Regions from separate parts of the Mus musculus genome. Here region 2 is linked to region 1. The links are chromatin contacts, called in public Hi-C maps. All regions are on one chromosome and are shown on one strand. Each heading gives the region's core, a stretch centred on a gene start, on an enhancer-like site or on the middle of the called end of the contact. The rest is flanking DNA. Distances are from core to core; before and after follow the strand shown.

Region 1 (7,761 bases), core at 2,061-4,560:
ACACAAAGCTAGCAGCACAATGAAGGCAATCATAGCAACAACAGACTGCAGCCTTGCTTGGAGGCCCAAAAGCAGGACAGGTACATCTACTCCAGGAGTAAATATTATTTATTTCAGTTAGTTTCTGTGGTCCTACATGTGGTATCTAGCTAGTATTCACTATAAAATTATAAGACATATGCACATGCATTAAGAAACAAACAAAAACGCATACTGTAAAGAGGCAAAATAACAGAACTAGAATTGGAGATGATCACTGGCTATTTAAAATAGCAACGATTAATGTGATGCATAGCTATAATTAGGATGTTAAAGCTATAGTGGAAAATCTGCACACTACCCACGGACAGATGGTAAATTTCAGGAGTGAGCTGGAAATTATAAAGAAGAGTCAAATGTAGTTTCTAGAAATAAACAAACAGTAACGAGAAATGAGATGACGCTTCTGGCCAGGCTTCTCAGCAGACTTGACATAACAAGGATGAAGGATCAAAACTTAAACTAGAGGGCTGAGAAGACGGCTCAGAGCTTCAGAGGAAGCACTGAAATTCTTACATTGGACCTGAGTCTGGCTGCTAGCACCCACACAGTGGCTCAAACCCACCAGATCCAGGGGATCTAGCACTCTCTCTCGTCTCTGGGTATGGGGTGCTCACATACTGTGCATATTTATACATGCAAGCAAAATGTTCACACATGCAGAAAAAAATTAATTCTTGGTAAAACAAAACTTGAAATTAACTGAATATAAACAATCCAAATTGAAGGGGTGGGGTGGCAAAGCAGACCAGAGCACGTGAATGGCCTAACCACTACTCAGAATCTCAGAAATGAGAGAGGAGCATTTGTTCAGCATATGCAAAGCCCTGGGTTTACTCCCAGCACTGCAAGAATTAAAACACAGGATAACCAAGACTTTTCCAAAAATCATAAAACACAGAGGCATTAAGAACCTCAGAAAGCACACCCTCTACACATGATGGAGGGATCACACAAGGTCTGACACCGAAGGCCAGGCAGAACACTCACACACATTAAATAAATCAATAAATCTTTTTTAAGGTTAAGAAATTAAAACAACAACAACTTTTGATCAGAAAGCATGTACTAGATAATAGCTTAACATCGGGGCAGGAGGAGAAATCCAGATTTTTGAGTCAGTAAAAATAATTTTCTACAAGGTAAGAGTAAATGAAGACCTTTTTGAAATAATAAGTAAATTTATTATCAGTAAGTATGAGTCATGAAATGTTAAGGTAGAATGAATATGGACCCAGACAGAAAGCTGGACCTGTATAATAAAAGTGAGCTCTCTAGAACTGGCTGAGGTGATGATAAACTTTGTAAAAGGCCTTCTTCTACCAGGTGTGTGTGCTGCTGCTCAGCTGTAAGGCCAGCACTGATGAGGGAGAACACAAGACCTGGTGTCAAAACTAAACTAAACCTAAACTAAAGTAGCAGCAAAGCATGAAGCCTTCTAAAACACACAAAAGTAAAATGCATAAAAACCACAAGAAGCCGGAAGACCCTTACAGTGCTGTGAAGAAGTGCAGTGTCTTCAGGTTGGTGGTGACTAATGGTGTCACTGTTAGCCGGAAGGCACAAACCACATTTGTGCAATCAGTGAATAAGTGATAAAGTAGTTTGGGTATCTGAGGGTGAAGTAGGGATCTAGAGAGCCAAGTCCAAATTCACCCTGTCACTGACCAGCTATGCTGAGATGGGGCAGAGGCAGACACAGCCCCACTGTGGCCCTCCCAGTCCTCCTTCAGAACCTTAGACATCAAACACTGGTGACTGTATCAGCAGGTAATCCCAGGGGATTGTACAAGCTACTTGGTGGGAAAATGGGAAACAAGGTGGAATTGTTTACAAAAAGTAGAAAGCCCGGAGCCTGGCAGGGCAGACTGTCAGTGCTGAAATCCTGCTCCTTTGTTCGAGCCTGGAAAACCTAAAATCCATGCCACAGTGATTTGCACTTTGGTTCCCCTCTATGTAAAACTAAAGAACAGTGACCATTTCCAAAACTGTCATTATGATTACACAGGTCATTAAACACAGGTGCCTGTGCAATACCTGGCACCCATAAAAATGTCAGCCCAATTATCCATTCCTAATTGTTACAGAGACTAGGTACGATTTATCAGTAATGCCACACACTAACCATCAGACATTTTATTCTGAATAGTTTTGCTGAGCCACACTGCAGTGGGTTACGGGTGCCCTTTCTTAACCAGTGCCCAATCACTGACCTCAAGCCAAGAGAGAGACTTGCAGAGGAACACTGAGAACTAGCTCTGACCTCCAATACCTGCTCTGCTGCTCTGGCCATGAGACGGAGGTGTCAACACGTAGCACAGTAGAGACGGCTGTCAGGTCCACAGCCCAGTGAGTGATAGCTCCTAAGTTCAGCTGGCCAGATGTAATAAAAACAGAGGATTTGGGCCACAGAAGAGACCAAAGCTGGAATTGTCTTACTTGATAAAAAGCTCTTCCTTACTTTCAGGGTCAGGCATGGGGCTTCCTAAGTCCTGAGTGAGGGATAAAGGCCAGGCCTGCTACACTCAGAAGAAACTCCATCTTGGGTCTCCACTGTAAGGGACCACTGCTCCCTCTGCAGGACTGATAGCCCATTGCTGTCTCCGTAGAAAGAGAATATTGAGAAATGGTGACCATTATTAATTACACTTACAGTAATCATATAAAAAGTCAGTATAATGGATACATGGGGGAGAACCACAGCATTACAGAGGCCAGAGGACAATGCTTTCATCAGTCATCTCCTCCATCTACATGAGGACTCCAGGCACAGGCCTCAGGGAACAGGCTTGCTTAGCGAGTGCCTTTACCTGCTCTATCTTGCTAGCCCTTGTTGAAGAACTTTGAACTAAAGGGTCTTTGGTGCACATTCCAATCTCATATCTGCTACTGACATGCTAGACAAACATGGCTGAGTAAGTCTACTGCCTTAGGGCTCCCATTTCATGTTTCTTAACACAAGCATCCTTATTCCTGAACATGGGATCTCCACAGGCTCTACCCCCTCACACACGCTAATGACAGCATAATGACCTATCCCATCCCACAGCATTCGCACTGGCCTAGACAGAAACATGAATAGCTTGGGCAATGCCAGAGAGGCCTGAAAGTCTCCAGAAGATGGCAGCCATGCCCTTGCTGTTAGCATCCCCAAGAGAGCCAGGCCAGGGCCAGCTCATCTCAGGCAACAGGAAACACGCTGTGGGGACTGCAGACTGAGAAGCATAGCCAACCAACACTGAGCTTCAGGAAAGCATCCAGGCTTTGCCAGGATGATCTCACCACTGGCACAATGCCTCACTAGCTCACTGGCTCTCAAGCTGTTAGGCTCGCAGCCTAAAGGAATTGCCAGTTTGGTGGAATCCCAGCTGTGATCATTGTAAAAACAGAGGATTGACTTGAGCAAATGGGTATTTACTCCTAATGAGCTAATGCCTGCGCAATGCTTCAACACGAGGGGACCACGGATCCACAAGCAACATGGGGAAGACAGCCAGACTATAACGGGAATGCTGTGGGCAAGAAGAGATGATGGAACGGAGGGTTGTGCTCCACTGAAAAGCAACACCCCGCAGAGAGAACACTCTTAAGCCTCTTAAAATGCCATGAGAGGCACAGCAGCCACAGGGGAGGGGCCAGGCTGGACAGCCTGGGGATGCACTTCCCCAACCTCTCACATGCGTGAGAAGCTCTGAGAGCTGGCAGAGCTCAGGCTGCCACCGCTACTGAGGATGTTGTGGTAGCTCCAGTTCTCTCCTCAGGGATGAACACAGTATAAAGCAGCCCTAATAAAAGCACAGCTAATGGAGCCAGAATCACCACAGTCCTGTGGCAACACCTAAAGGTCACAGTGCTGGACAGTGCCGGGGGTTAAAGGTTGTACACAACAAAGACTAGGAAGCCGGAGCCAGCAGGGCAGGCTGCTGCCTGCTCGTGGGATGCTGGGGGCTTACATGTATTAGAAATAGAAGACGGCAATGGCCATCGACATAGGTCAGTAGATGTAGGCCAGTCATTAGGATTTCTATCTGGCATGCATAAAGCCCTAGGCTCAATTCTCAGCACCACATAAACTAGTAACTCCCATACCCACTAGGAGAGGCAAGAGCATCAGAAACTAGCCAAGTCATCCTTGGCTAGAAAGAGGGTAAGTATCTTCTCCTGTCCTGCTTCTTCCAAGACTAAAGGCATGAAAGACTTGTATTTTTTAAATTATGTGTAGAGGCCAGAGTGTTGAATCCCCTGAAGCTGGAGCTAGAGGAGGTTGTGAGCCATGTAACACGGGTGCTGAGGATTGATCTAAGTCCCCTGGAAGAAAGGCAAGTGCTCTTATTCTCTGAGCCATCTTCTCCAGGCCCAAGATTAGAAACTTTAAATTGCAACTTCTTTTCTCTTCATTGTATACATGTGAATGCAATGCGAGCATTGTGTGTACGTGGAAGGTCCCTCAGGCATAGTATGTGTCTTTTCCTAATGAGCCCTCCCTCTGTCTTGCTACCCCATCCCCCTCCTCCTTCTCCTCCTTTGCAGTAAGAACGTTACTACACAGCCCTGGGCCTTGGGATCCTCCTACTTCAGGCTCTTGATTTCTGGGATTGCAGGCAAGTGTCACCACACTCAGCAAAGGTGAATTTCTTCAAATAAGATACGTTAAGAGGTTGCAAAGTTCAGGATTTTGTTTTTCTCTGTTCCTGCAGGTCTGGTGAGTATGAAATGGTGGGTAAGATAATCCTGATTACAAAGTCCAAGAAGACACACATGGTTCCACATCAAGTACCCAACTGGCCAGAGGAAGCCAAGTTTCCCTTCTTTCAGAGCCATAGGGTAAAGACGAATGAAAAACTCTTAGAAGATACCCAGAAGCCTAGCCTGTGGTATACAACTATAATCCCTGCACTCAGGAAGCTAAGGCAGGAGCCAGCCTGCGCTACCTGTCAGGATCTGACTTTAAAATATAAATAGATAAGTAGGTTGCTGTAGTGTGCATGCATACAGAGCCTCCCCATCCCCTCTCCCAGGGAGCCATATCTTCTCTGGCACAGCTGACTGAGGACCTTGAGGAGGCAAACAGACAAAGATAAGAGAGAAAGTGTGCCAGGCACATTTCGCAATATGATAAAAGTACCCTCTTTCTGCGACCAGCTAATGAAGGATGGCTCAGGGGCTGGATGAAATCAGACAAACAACAGAGCCTAGTAGCTCTCCCACAACAGAAGGCCAGCCTTAGACTCTAAAGTCGGATCAGTTAGTTAGGAGTAACAAGGAAAACTGTGTGAAGCCTGGGGCAGCCTCTCCTCCTCCTCCTCCTCCTCCTCCTCCTCCTCCTCCTCCTCCTCCTCCTCCTCCTCCTCCTCCTCCTCCTCCTCCTCCAGAAGCCATGCCCTTGAGGCTTACCAGTGGGGCAGAAGGAAAAAAGATGCTACTGACCACACTGACTCCCAGAAGGCCCTCTGCAGAGTAGTCGTCTTAGCTCTTTAGGCCAGAAGTTGCACCAGAGACTTCTGGGAGAGCAGGGTCAGATTCCTTTTGGGTGGTATTCCCACACATCACTTTGAGCCTTTGGGGAGGACTTACCCTCCCTGGCCAGCACTACATCTGTTTTCTGGATAGCTGAATTCAGCTTTGTCTCAGCTTACACAGCACCTGGCCCAGGCACACTGATAAAACCAGGGAGTGTACAGCCGCATGGGGCTAGGGCACTGGCGCGAGCACACAGCTAAGAACTGAGCTTCAGTTCCACCTCTTCCACACAGCTGCCAGTGGGCACTGCAGACCTTTCCTGGGATCGTAGCTGAGGGTCCCAAGAGGCGGACACTGACACTCAAGAGGGCCTTGGCAGGACAAGGGTGGGTGTTTGGCTAATGTTACTAAAGCAGAGACTACTACCCTGCTTGCCTGCAGAGGGCCACATGTGGACAAAGGCGCAGGCAAGATTGCCTTGTCTGCCTCTGTTGCCTTGTCTCAGCCGTCTGCTCCATCTCTGAGGGGGTCCTGGAACACAAACTGCAGGTGCCCTGGACTTGAGACAGAGCAAGAAATCTACAGAAATCCTTTCTGATCGACCTAGCAAGAGACTGGCACATGAATGGGACCCCTAAGGACCACATACAGCCCACTTTAGCCCTGAGTCTCAGAAGCTAGGAGTGTATTCTTCTGAAGAAGCGGCCTGGTGGTCAACAGGAAAGAAGATCAGCACTAGCAAGTAGGCTGCAGGCAGGGCTTGATCTTTTCATTTACAATGTTCTTTTAAAGTTTTGCTTATATGGCAACTTTTCATTGGAATGAATACTTGGGGCAAGATTACATTATCTGATTCTCTGAATCACACCAAGGCACAGGCGCCACTCCAGCCTGCCCTCTCTGCATCCTGAGGGGGAGAAAGCTCAGCTGCCAGTCACCTGTTGATGAAGCCCTGGTACTCTCCACTTCCAGGGCAGGAGTCAAAGGATTCAGAGCCCACTACGAAGAGGGAAAAGGGCTGGCTTGGGGATAGAACGGCAGCCTGTCCCAACAGCTCTGAAAGGAGGTTCTCTTTTGAGTCTTTCTTCATCCAGGTTTCACCATGCTCAACACCACAGGATGCCCAGGCTGAGAGAGCTTCCTTGGGAGATGCGGGCTTCCAGGAGCTCCTTCAATGTGTTTGTGACACTTGCTCCAGCAGGAAGCCTTATAACAGCTCTTGTTTATTCCCTCAGGCTAGACCAAGGAATATGCAGGAAAGACTTGCCATCAGAGACTGCAATAACAGCTCTTGTTTATTCCCTCAGGCTAGACCAAGGAATATGCAGGAAAAGACTTGCCATCAGAGACTGCAATAACAGCTCTTGTTTATTCCCTCAGGCTAGACCAAGGAATATGCAGAAAAAGACTTGCCATCAGAGACAGCAGAGACTTTGACCAGCCAACCTAGAGAGATCAGAATGTCTGCCAACCAGAAAACAAGTTTCTAAAAACCACCAACTCAAGTAGAACCAACATTCTGAGAAATTTCCAACTAGGCAAAATCCATTCCAGCTGGTCTTTGCTAGTCAGCTACCAGGAAATGATGGGTCCACCAGGAATGGAGCTGGCCACAGGAAACATGGGTGCCAATAGCAGGCTGAGGAGACTGCAAAGGCACCAAGGAGAGACTCCAGAAGCATGAACACCTTGAGAGAGAAGCAGCAGCAGGTGGGCAGCAGGGCTTCACACCATGGGGAAACAGGCTGCATTCCTACCCTGTCAGCCAGCTTTCCTGGGTCAGTGAAGCAATGCCAGACACTTCAAGCTCCACTTTGCTCAGACAGTAGTGCCAGGAGTCTGGTAGTCACTGGGAATCAGTCTCTTTCACTCTAGCTCAGGTCAGGAGATATACCGGCCAGAGAGAATTCAACCTCTCTGAACTCAACTGCCAAGAACAGAGGACACCAGGACAGCGGGCAGCCTATGGCTATCTGGTGTATTTTCCGGGAAGGTTCTTCCAATTAAAGACAAGGAGAATCTGTGTGTCTGGAGCCAAGCAGGAGTCTGTGGCCCTGTCACTCTGCTGCTCTCCTGAGTCCTTTCCCCACAAAATCCCTTTGTGGCCACTCCAACACACTGCAGGGCTCTGTAACTCACATTGTCTTTGTGCCCACCCCCACCCCCAAGTCCCCCTCAGTGTCCTTAGACTGATGTAGTCATCCGAATGCACAGCCACCGTCTCAGGCGCCACCTAGGGGCATGCAGGCTCAACCACCGCAG
Region 2 (7,761 bases), core at 2,243-4,742, 180 kb after region 1:
TAATTCATGAGAGGCAAGTCTAGAACCTGACTGGAGCCTGCCGTAGAGAGGTCCCCTCCTCAGTCTGTTGAGTCTACAGTGAAGCTGGCCTGCAAATAAACGCTTGCGGAAAGAGCAAATAATTAGAGTTTAGAACGTTACCGGTATCCTGTGGTCCTAGCACTGGGGAGCTGGGGAGGCAGTGTGCAGGCAAGAGGCCATTGGGTTCAAGGACAAATCAGGATGTAAAGCAAGGTCCTGTTTCAAAAAATAAGCAGCCTGAGCCGGGCGTGGTGGCACACACCTTTGATCCCAGCACTTGAGAGGCAGAGGCAGGCGGATTTCTGAGTTCGAGGCCAGCCTGGTCTACAGAGTGAGTTCCAGGACAGCCAGGACTATACAGAGAAACCCTGTCTCGAAAAACAAAACAAAACAAAACAAAAAAACCAAAAAGCAGCCTGGATGTAGTGGTGCACGCTTGGGGTGTGGAAGGAGGTCAGCTGGCGGATTGGAAGTTCACGGTCTTCCCCTGCTACATAAGGATCAAGGCCAGCCTGGGCTACAGGACATGTTGCCTCACACACATCATCTTGATTCCAGGCTGTAAGGGTGACTGAGTTTATCCTCCATCTGGGTCTTTCTGTAATGCTGAATCAGTTATAGCCGGAGGTGGCGTGGCATGGAGCGTGGGGGCGTGGCATGGAGTGGGGGCGTGACACTGCATCTCTGGGCCCTCCATACATCAAAATCAATGCACAATTACATTAAGTCCACACAAAAGAGACTTACATGCTGCCAGGCAGTGGTGGCGCACGTCTTTAATCCCAGCACTTGGGAGGCAGAGGCAGGCAGATTTCTGAGTTCGAAGCCAGCCTGGTCTACATAGTGAGTTCCAGGACAGCCAGGGCTACACTGAGAAACCCTGTCTTGAACAAAACTAAGAAGAGAGAGAGAGAGAGAGAGAGAGAGAGAGAGAGAGAGAGAGAGAGAGAGACTTACATGCTTTGGCCATCAGGAACTGCAAGTTAAATTCACAACAGCTAAGCCTCGATTAAACCCCCAGTTTCAGTCTCATCCAATGAACAGATTCATTCTGACAGTGCCAAGTCCCAGAAGAAAAGGGGGTGGGTGCACTTGGGCTAAAGATTCTACAAGGCCAAGTGACTGAACTTGGAGAATGTAGGGTTAAAACCTTGCAAATCAGAGGTAAATTATCTTGGGCTCTTTCAGTCTGTCTGAAAGCCTTCATTGTTTACCCCCTGTCTGACCTAACATCTTAAAATGTATTCTTGGCAAACCACTAGCTTTCAACAGTCTAAAACCTCAGACGATTATCAGCTAATATCTGGAGCCTATAGTAGAATTTTCCCTACTTTGCTATAACCCCTGACCTGTAACCCACATCACAGTAAGTAGTTTGATTTATTATTTTCTGTTCTGCAACTAATAAAGTCTCCTGGAACCATGTCCACAGCAGAACATGGTATTTGTTCAGACCTGAATCTGTCTGCGTTCCCAGCCCACATTACTCATATGTGCCTGCAGAACAGGCTATCCCTGACCCCGTCTGAGATGAGAACTGTGGTTTTGTGCCAACAGCGGTGATGAGCTAAAGTCGCTGCTGCTTTGCTGACCAGGGAAACATAAGTTGGTATAGCAGCCCAGGAGAGAAGTTTGGGTGTTGGCAAATTCAGGTTGTAAATAGCTCTGAACCAGCAACCCCCAGCAGATCTTTGGTTTGCCTTGGAGAAACTGTTACCCCTATGTGCAAGAACTCTTCACAAAGGCAGCATTGTTTGTAGCCTAGGAAAGCTGGAAACAACTCAGCTGTCAATCATCAAGCAAACAGAGAAGAAATAAACTTTGGTATATAATAGAATAACCCTCCACTGGAACACAGAGAGAGTATGTGCAGTGGGTAAAATCATCAACATAGGGGCATTAAAGTTGGAAGGAAGCCAGGCCTGGTGGTGGCACACACCTTTAAGGCGAACAGTGGAGAGCTGGAGGCAGCAGCTCAAGGTCGGCCTAGGCTACACAGACACTTGGGTCACAAGAACAGAGAAAAACAAAAAACAAAACCAAGAGGGGGTGGGGAGAAGGAAGGGAACGGAGCTCCCAGGTCAGCAGCTTGCAGACATTCATTCTTACATTATTTGAAGATCCTTTGCATATGAAGGGAAAGAAACCCTTGGGTGGGGCAGATGCATATGCCCTTGTTCCCATCACTGCTATAGGGATAACTGGTTTCTTTAGTTCTCCCCTCCTCAAAGATATTTCTCGGGTGCCCTGAAATAGCCCCACAGTGTCACGGGTCTGATGTGTGCAAGCCCTCTTCCCTCAACCTTTCGCTAGCAAGTGCAAGGTTCGGCCTCGGCAAACATTAACCGACAGGGTAGGGACGTTGTCATCATAGCTGTCTCGATAGCCCCTTGGCACCGGCGTCGGTTCTTCGGTTTTTAGTCCTCAACGACCCACGAGTGGGTGGCTCGGCCTTCTGTATCCAGAAAACCTTGAGGTCAACCCTACGCTGCCTGCAACCGGTTAGATCAGAGCTGGTCTTACCCAAATGGCAAAGCCAGCCTGGCAACCCGGCAAGCTTTGTTTACAGTTGAAGTCAACCCACCCCTCCCACCCCCACCCCCACCCCCACCCCCACCCCGCACACTCCTAAGCCTCGGCTTCCAGGATTGGATACTCATTGGATACTCACGTAATGTTTTTACCCAGGGAGAAGGCTGAGAATGGAGGTACAAAGCCCACCGACAGCTCCTGGCCCCTCCTACCAGCTAGGATTACCTAGTCTGCAGATGGTGAATGAGAGGATAGACTCCCCCAGCTGTAGAAATCCAGAAATCACTGTGCTGAGACCACCTGGTCAGCCATATCTTTATCTCAGCGAGAATTGTTTATTGAGTTAGTTCTCAAAACAGTCTGCTTTGTCTGAGCAAGCAATTAATTTTTTTAATTAATAAATAAGAGATTACAAATTCCTCAAACCTGTCTTGATCTGCAGTACCCTCTATTTCCCCGACACCTAAGCCCAGGGCCAATTCCTCTAAGGGTCCTGATCAGCTAGCTCCTTCCCCTTAGTACAACTTCCATTCTGGGGTAGAAAGTTGGGGCCCCTCGCTGCTGTGCTAATAAACGCAGGCCCGTTTACTGAGGTCAGAATTTGCTCTCTTTCTTGCCTTCCACTATTTTTTTCTGGGCTCTTTAATCAAACAGACTAATTGAGGCCCAGAGCGGGCACACAGCGGGAACAGTAGAGGGCAGCTCGTATTAAAGGTAACCCATTAGCCAAATAGGTTCCAGTCCTTCCTCTCACCGGTCCCTCTGCCACTCTACTCTTCGGTATCTCCTCCAGGGACTTAGACTAGGAGCCCACCCCCGCGCGGCTGCAGGAGCTCAGCCAGGATTGGCCACGGATTCTGCCAGGAACCTGCTCTCCTCAGCTCTGCTCCACCCCGTCCTGATTTAACTCTGGAGATTTCCCACGCGGCGCATACACTTTTGTCGCCAGGAGGCGACACACTACATATTCTGCAGAAGTCAGACTTTGTGGTGTGTGTGTGTGTGTGTGTGTGTGTGTGTGTGTGTGTGTGTGTGTCAGGCCATCAGAATTGGCAACAAGCACCTTTAACTTCTGAATTACCTCCAGTACTCAGATTAATTTTTTTTTTCAAGACAGGGTCAGATTAATTTTTAAAAAGGTATGTTTTTGATTTTTTTTGGAAATTTATCGTGTCTTTTTTTTTTTTTTTTTTTTTTTTTTTGAGACAGGGTTTCTCTGTATAGCCCTGGCTGTCCTGGAACTCACTTTGTAGACCAGGCTGGCCTCGAACCAAACTCAGAAATCCGCCTGCTGCCTCCTGAGTGCTGGGTTTAAGTGTCTTAAAATTCCTAGTGCAGCACTTAAAACTCCTTCCAAGCTTCTTTGGGCCCTGGATTTTGGCCAACTAAAAAACAAACAAACAAACAAACAAACAAACAAGGGCTGGAGAGATGGCTCAGTGGTTAAGAGCACTGACTGCTCTTCCAGAAGTCCTGAGTTCAATTCCCAGAAACCACATGGTGGCTCACAACCATCTGTAATAGGATCTGATGCCCTCTTCTGGTGTGTCTGAAGACCATGACAAGTGTATTCACATACATAAAATAAATAATAAACCTTAAAAAAAAACAAAACAAAATAATAACCATCAGTGCCACACTCTCTGGAAACTGACTGCTTTGTATAATTTGGATAAGAAGAGTCAAGCCAAAGTGTTTGGGTTGTCTAATAGGAACTGATGGGGAAATTGCTCAAAGGCAGGTCCAGGTCTGACTTTGCCACAGGGCTCCTTGGAGTCTTCCAAGCCGGCTGCTAGTTAGCAGGCACATCATCAGGAATCTGAGTCATCAAGTTAAGTTACCCTATAATTAGAATCTATATGACTGATTGCTCTGGTTAGGTCCTATGTTTTGAGGTATTCAGCCACATTTATTGTTGTTGTTTGTTTTTTCAAGACAGGGTTTCTCTGTGTAGCCCTGGCTGTCCTGGAACTCACTCTGTAGACCAGGCTGGCCTTGAACTCAGAAATCCGCCTGCGCCAGGCATGGAGACGCATGCCTTTAATCCCAGCACTTAGGAGGCAGAGACAGGAGGATTTCTGAGTGAGTGATTGATTGCGTAGGCTGTCAAGACTGCTCAGTGGGTTGCCACACAAGCCTAACGACCTGGGTTCGATCACTGGAATCTGACAGAAGGCTAGAACTGACTGTAGAAAGTTACCTTCTCCCCTCCACATAGGCCCCGTGGCATATGCATGCTTCGTGTGCCTGTGCTGGGATTCCAGGCCTGTGCTACCATGCCTGGGGTCGTCCATGCTTTTAAGTCTCAATTAGAGTAGGCTGCCCATGACGCATCCTTAGTCCTACGGCCAAGGACCTTCAGGTTAATGTGTTGTGATGATCATGTATGTCATACATTTGTAAACTAAAAGACGAATGCTCCTGTTCACCTGTACAGACAGAAATGCTCTGAGACCGCTCTGGCCAAACTAGTGTTCTCAGTGCGGGAACGCCTAACCAGCTCATTAGCCATCCCCACAGACCAGTGGCTACTGGTCAGACCAAAGTGATGTCCAGGCTCCAGAAAGTTTGCCAACCTGAGGAAGCAAAACGGTCATTTGGGCACAAAGGCCTGTACTGGCACATGGCCCTGATTTGGGCGACTCCTCTAATGAAAATGATGTTCTTAGGACCCCAGATTGAGCACCAAAGCTGTCAAAGCCTAGCTTTCACCCCAAAGGGAGTGAGAGATTACTCTAAGTCAAATACAAAAATGACCATGTTTTGTGAACATAGATTTCAGATTTCCCTGAATATTTTCTAACAAGAAGCTGTTCTATGTGTGGCCAGGTGGTGGTGGCACATACTTTAAATCTCAGCACTGAGAAGGCAGAGGCTGGTGGATCTCTGAATTTGAGACCAGCCTGGTCTACAGAGCGAGTTCCAGAACAGTCAAAATTACACAGAGAAACCTTGTCTCAAAAAAGGGGCAGGACTGGTGGGGGAGTAGGGGTATAGTGGTGAGTGAAAAGGTAGCTCAGAGGTTAAGAGCACTGACTGCTCTTCCAGAGGTCTTGAGTTCAATTCCCAGCAACTACATGGTGGCTCACAACCATCTGTAATGGGATCTGATGCCCTCTTCTGGTGTGTCTGAAGACAGCTACAATGTACTTATATACATAAAATCAATCATTAATCAATCAATCAATCAATCTTTAAACAAGCATAACAACAATTATCACCAGAGCAGCTGCTACTGCTTGTAACAGACCCTCAAGACTGAGCCTGTGTCCCCCGCTCCCAGAAGAAAAGGGGAGGGTCATTAGCCCCCAGCTGAGATTCCTGTCACTCTCTATGCCTCTTGTCCCAGATGTATGTACCTGTGCCCCTGTGTGTGTGGTCCTGGGAGCTACAGTGTACATAGAACACAGAGGTTAACTGAGGGGACTCCGTCTCTGCAGGTGTGGAGAGGTCCTTCCACACTGGGTGAGGGTTGCCACTGGGTGCTTTGGGGTCACGATACTCCAGTAGGCAGCCCCTCCTCCATACTCTGTAACTCAAATGAACTCGTTGGTTTGCCCCAGGGGGACTCTGGTAGATCATACTTTGGTCTTCGATGGGGGGATTAGGCAATTGTTCACATCTCCCTGGAAAGGTTCAGGAAACAGGACTGGGATCTCAGGAAGTCACTCATTGGTTTTAGATGCTACCGGGTGCCAGTCTTAGCCTTTGGGTAAGTGGAAGTTCAAAGCATGTTAAGAATTATACTAAAGGTTTTACCTGGTAGTCAAGAGTCTGTTATGTCAGGTACAGAGATAAGCAAGGAATGGCTAGTAAAAGAACTAAAGATAGCCTGGTGTGTGTGTGTGTGTGTGTGTGTGTGTGTTTGTTTGTTTGTGTGTGTCTCAGTCAGGGTTTCTATTCCCCCACAAAACATCATGACCAAGAAGCAAGTTGGGGAGGAAAGGGTTTATTCAGCTTACACTTCTACATTGCTGTTCATCACCAAAGGAAGTCAGGACTGGAACTCAAACAGGTCAGGAAGCAGGAGCTGATACAGAGCCCATGGAGGGATGTTAATTACTGGCTTGCTTCTCCTGGCTTGCTCAGCTTGCTCTCTTATAGAACCCAAGACTTCCAGCCCAGGGATGGCACCACCCACCATGGGCCCTCCCACCCTGATCACTAATTGAGAAAATGCCTTACAGCTGGATCTCATGGAGGTCTTTCCTCAAGGGAGGCTCCTTTCTCTGTGATAACTCCAGCTTGTGTCCAGTTGACACAAGAACCAGCCGGTACAGGGGTCCAAATGCTTGCCTGTCATCCTCAGTGAGCGGAGTTGTAGCCTTGCCTCTTAGTCCCTCATCTCTGCCTCTGTATTCTGCTGTGGCCTGGAGGAAGTGCAAAATCCCTCCCCACTGCAGCCTTCTATGTCCCCTCCTTCCCCCAATTCCAACCCAAGGTGAAGAACAGGAGTTCTGGCAACCACACAAGTGAGGACACCTGTAAGCATAGCAGGCCGGCCACAGGGCTGGCTATGGCGATACCAGTGGGGCTCCTTACAGCTCTCAGGCGCGCCTGCCCTATCCTGCTCTCTGTTTGCTCACCTGGAAAATAGAGACACAAAGAAGTGACTGGCCCAGTGCACAGATGTTATGCCCTCCGGTCCCTGTGTGTGCCAGTACCAAGCCTCCTGGGGATACCAAGCCCCGCTGATGCCCTTTTCAGACAGACTTCTCAGACAGACTCAAGTTGTGGGTATTAAACAGCTGATACATATTTCAATCCAGGTTGGAGATGAGGGTGACCAAGGCCTGCGGGCAGCTCCTAACCCAAAGTCAACTTTCTTCTCCTCTCAGGAGCTGGCGTATGTTCACTCGAGTTCTGGATCTTATTTTCAACTTAATGGCTTAAGACAAAAAGAAAAAAATAAATAAACTCAACCTCCTGGATGTTCTTTGATATTTGAGGACTAAACAATGGGGCTGATTGAAATAGGGAGATTTGAAACCAGCATAATTAGGAGGAGAAAATGTGCCCCGGCTGTGGCAGCAAATACCTTAAATCACAGCACTTGGGAGGTAGAGGCAAGTGGCTCTCTCTCGCCATAAGTTTGAGACTAGCCTGATGTACAGAGTGAGTTCCAGGTTAGCCAGGACTACATAGAGAGACCCAGTCTCTCTCTCTCTTTTTTTAAAGGTATATTTATTTATTTTATGCATATGAATA

Evidence for each region. A called contact is a pair of places that touch in the nucleus more often than the background predicts.
Region 2: a contact with region 1 is called in a Hi-C map of liver, with 2.1 times the contacts expected there. The contact joins two enhancer-like sites. A contact is called at or near these places in 1 of 484 Hi-C or Micro-C datasets (liver), 1 of 115 datasets of contacts at active chromatin or transcription factors (embryonic stem cells) and 2 of 9 other capture datasets (adipose tissue and liver).

What each region holds. Positions count from the first base shown.
Region 1 is chr10:75,701,106-75,708,866 of GRCm38.p6, forward strand. The region is part of intron 26 of Cabin1 (calcineurin binding protein 1); the gene reads right to left. Gm40696 (a long non-coding RNA gene) reads left to right here. Exons shown (of 3, transcript XR_871835.3): 3 at 6,735-7,761. Among named protein-coding and RNA genes, the nearest start is that of Gm40696, 7.8 kb to the left of the region's middle. Within about 2 kb of position 3,311, at least 131 of the 459 cell types and tissues checked have an H3K27ac peak or open chromatin away from gene starts, as enhancers often do. A contact at or near this core is called in liver, where this site is marked.
Region 2 is chr10:75,879,894-75,887,654 of GRCm38.p6, forward strand. No RefSeq gene overlaps it. Among named protein-coding and RNA genes, the nearest start is that of Derl3, 9.6 kb to the right of the region's middle. Within about 2 kb of position 3,493, at least 73 of the 459 cell types and tissues checked have an H3K27ac peak or open chromatin away from gene starts, as enhancers often do. A contact at or near this core is called in liver, where this site is marked.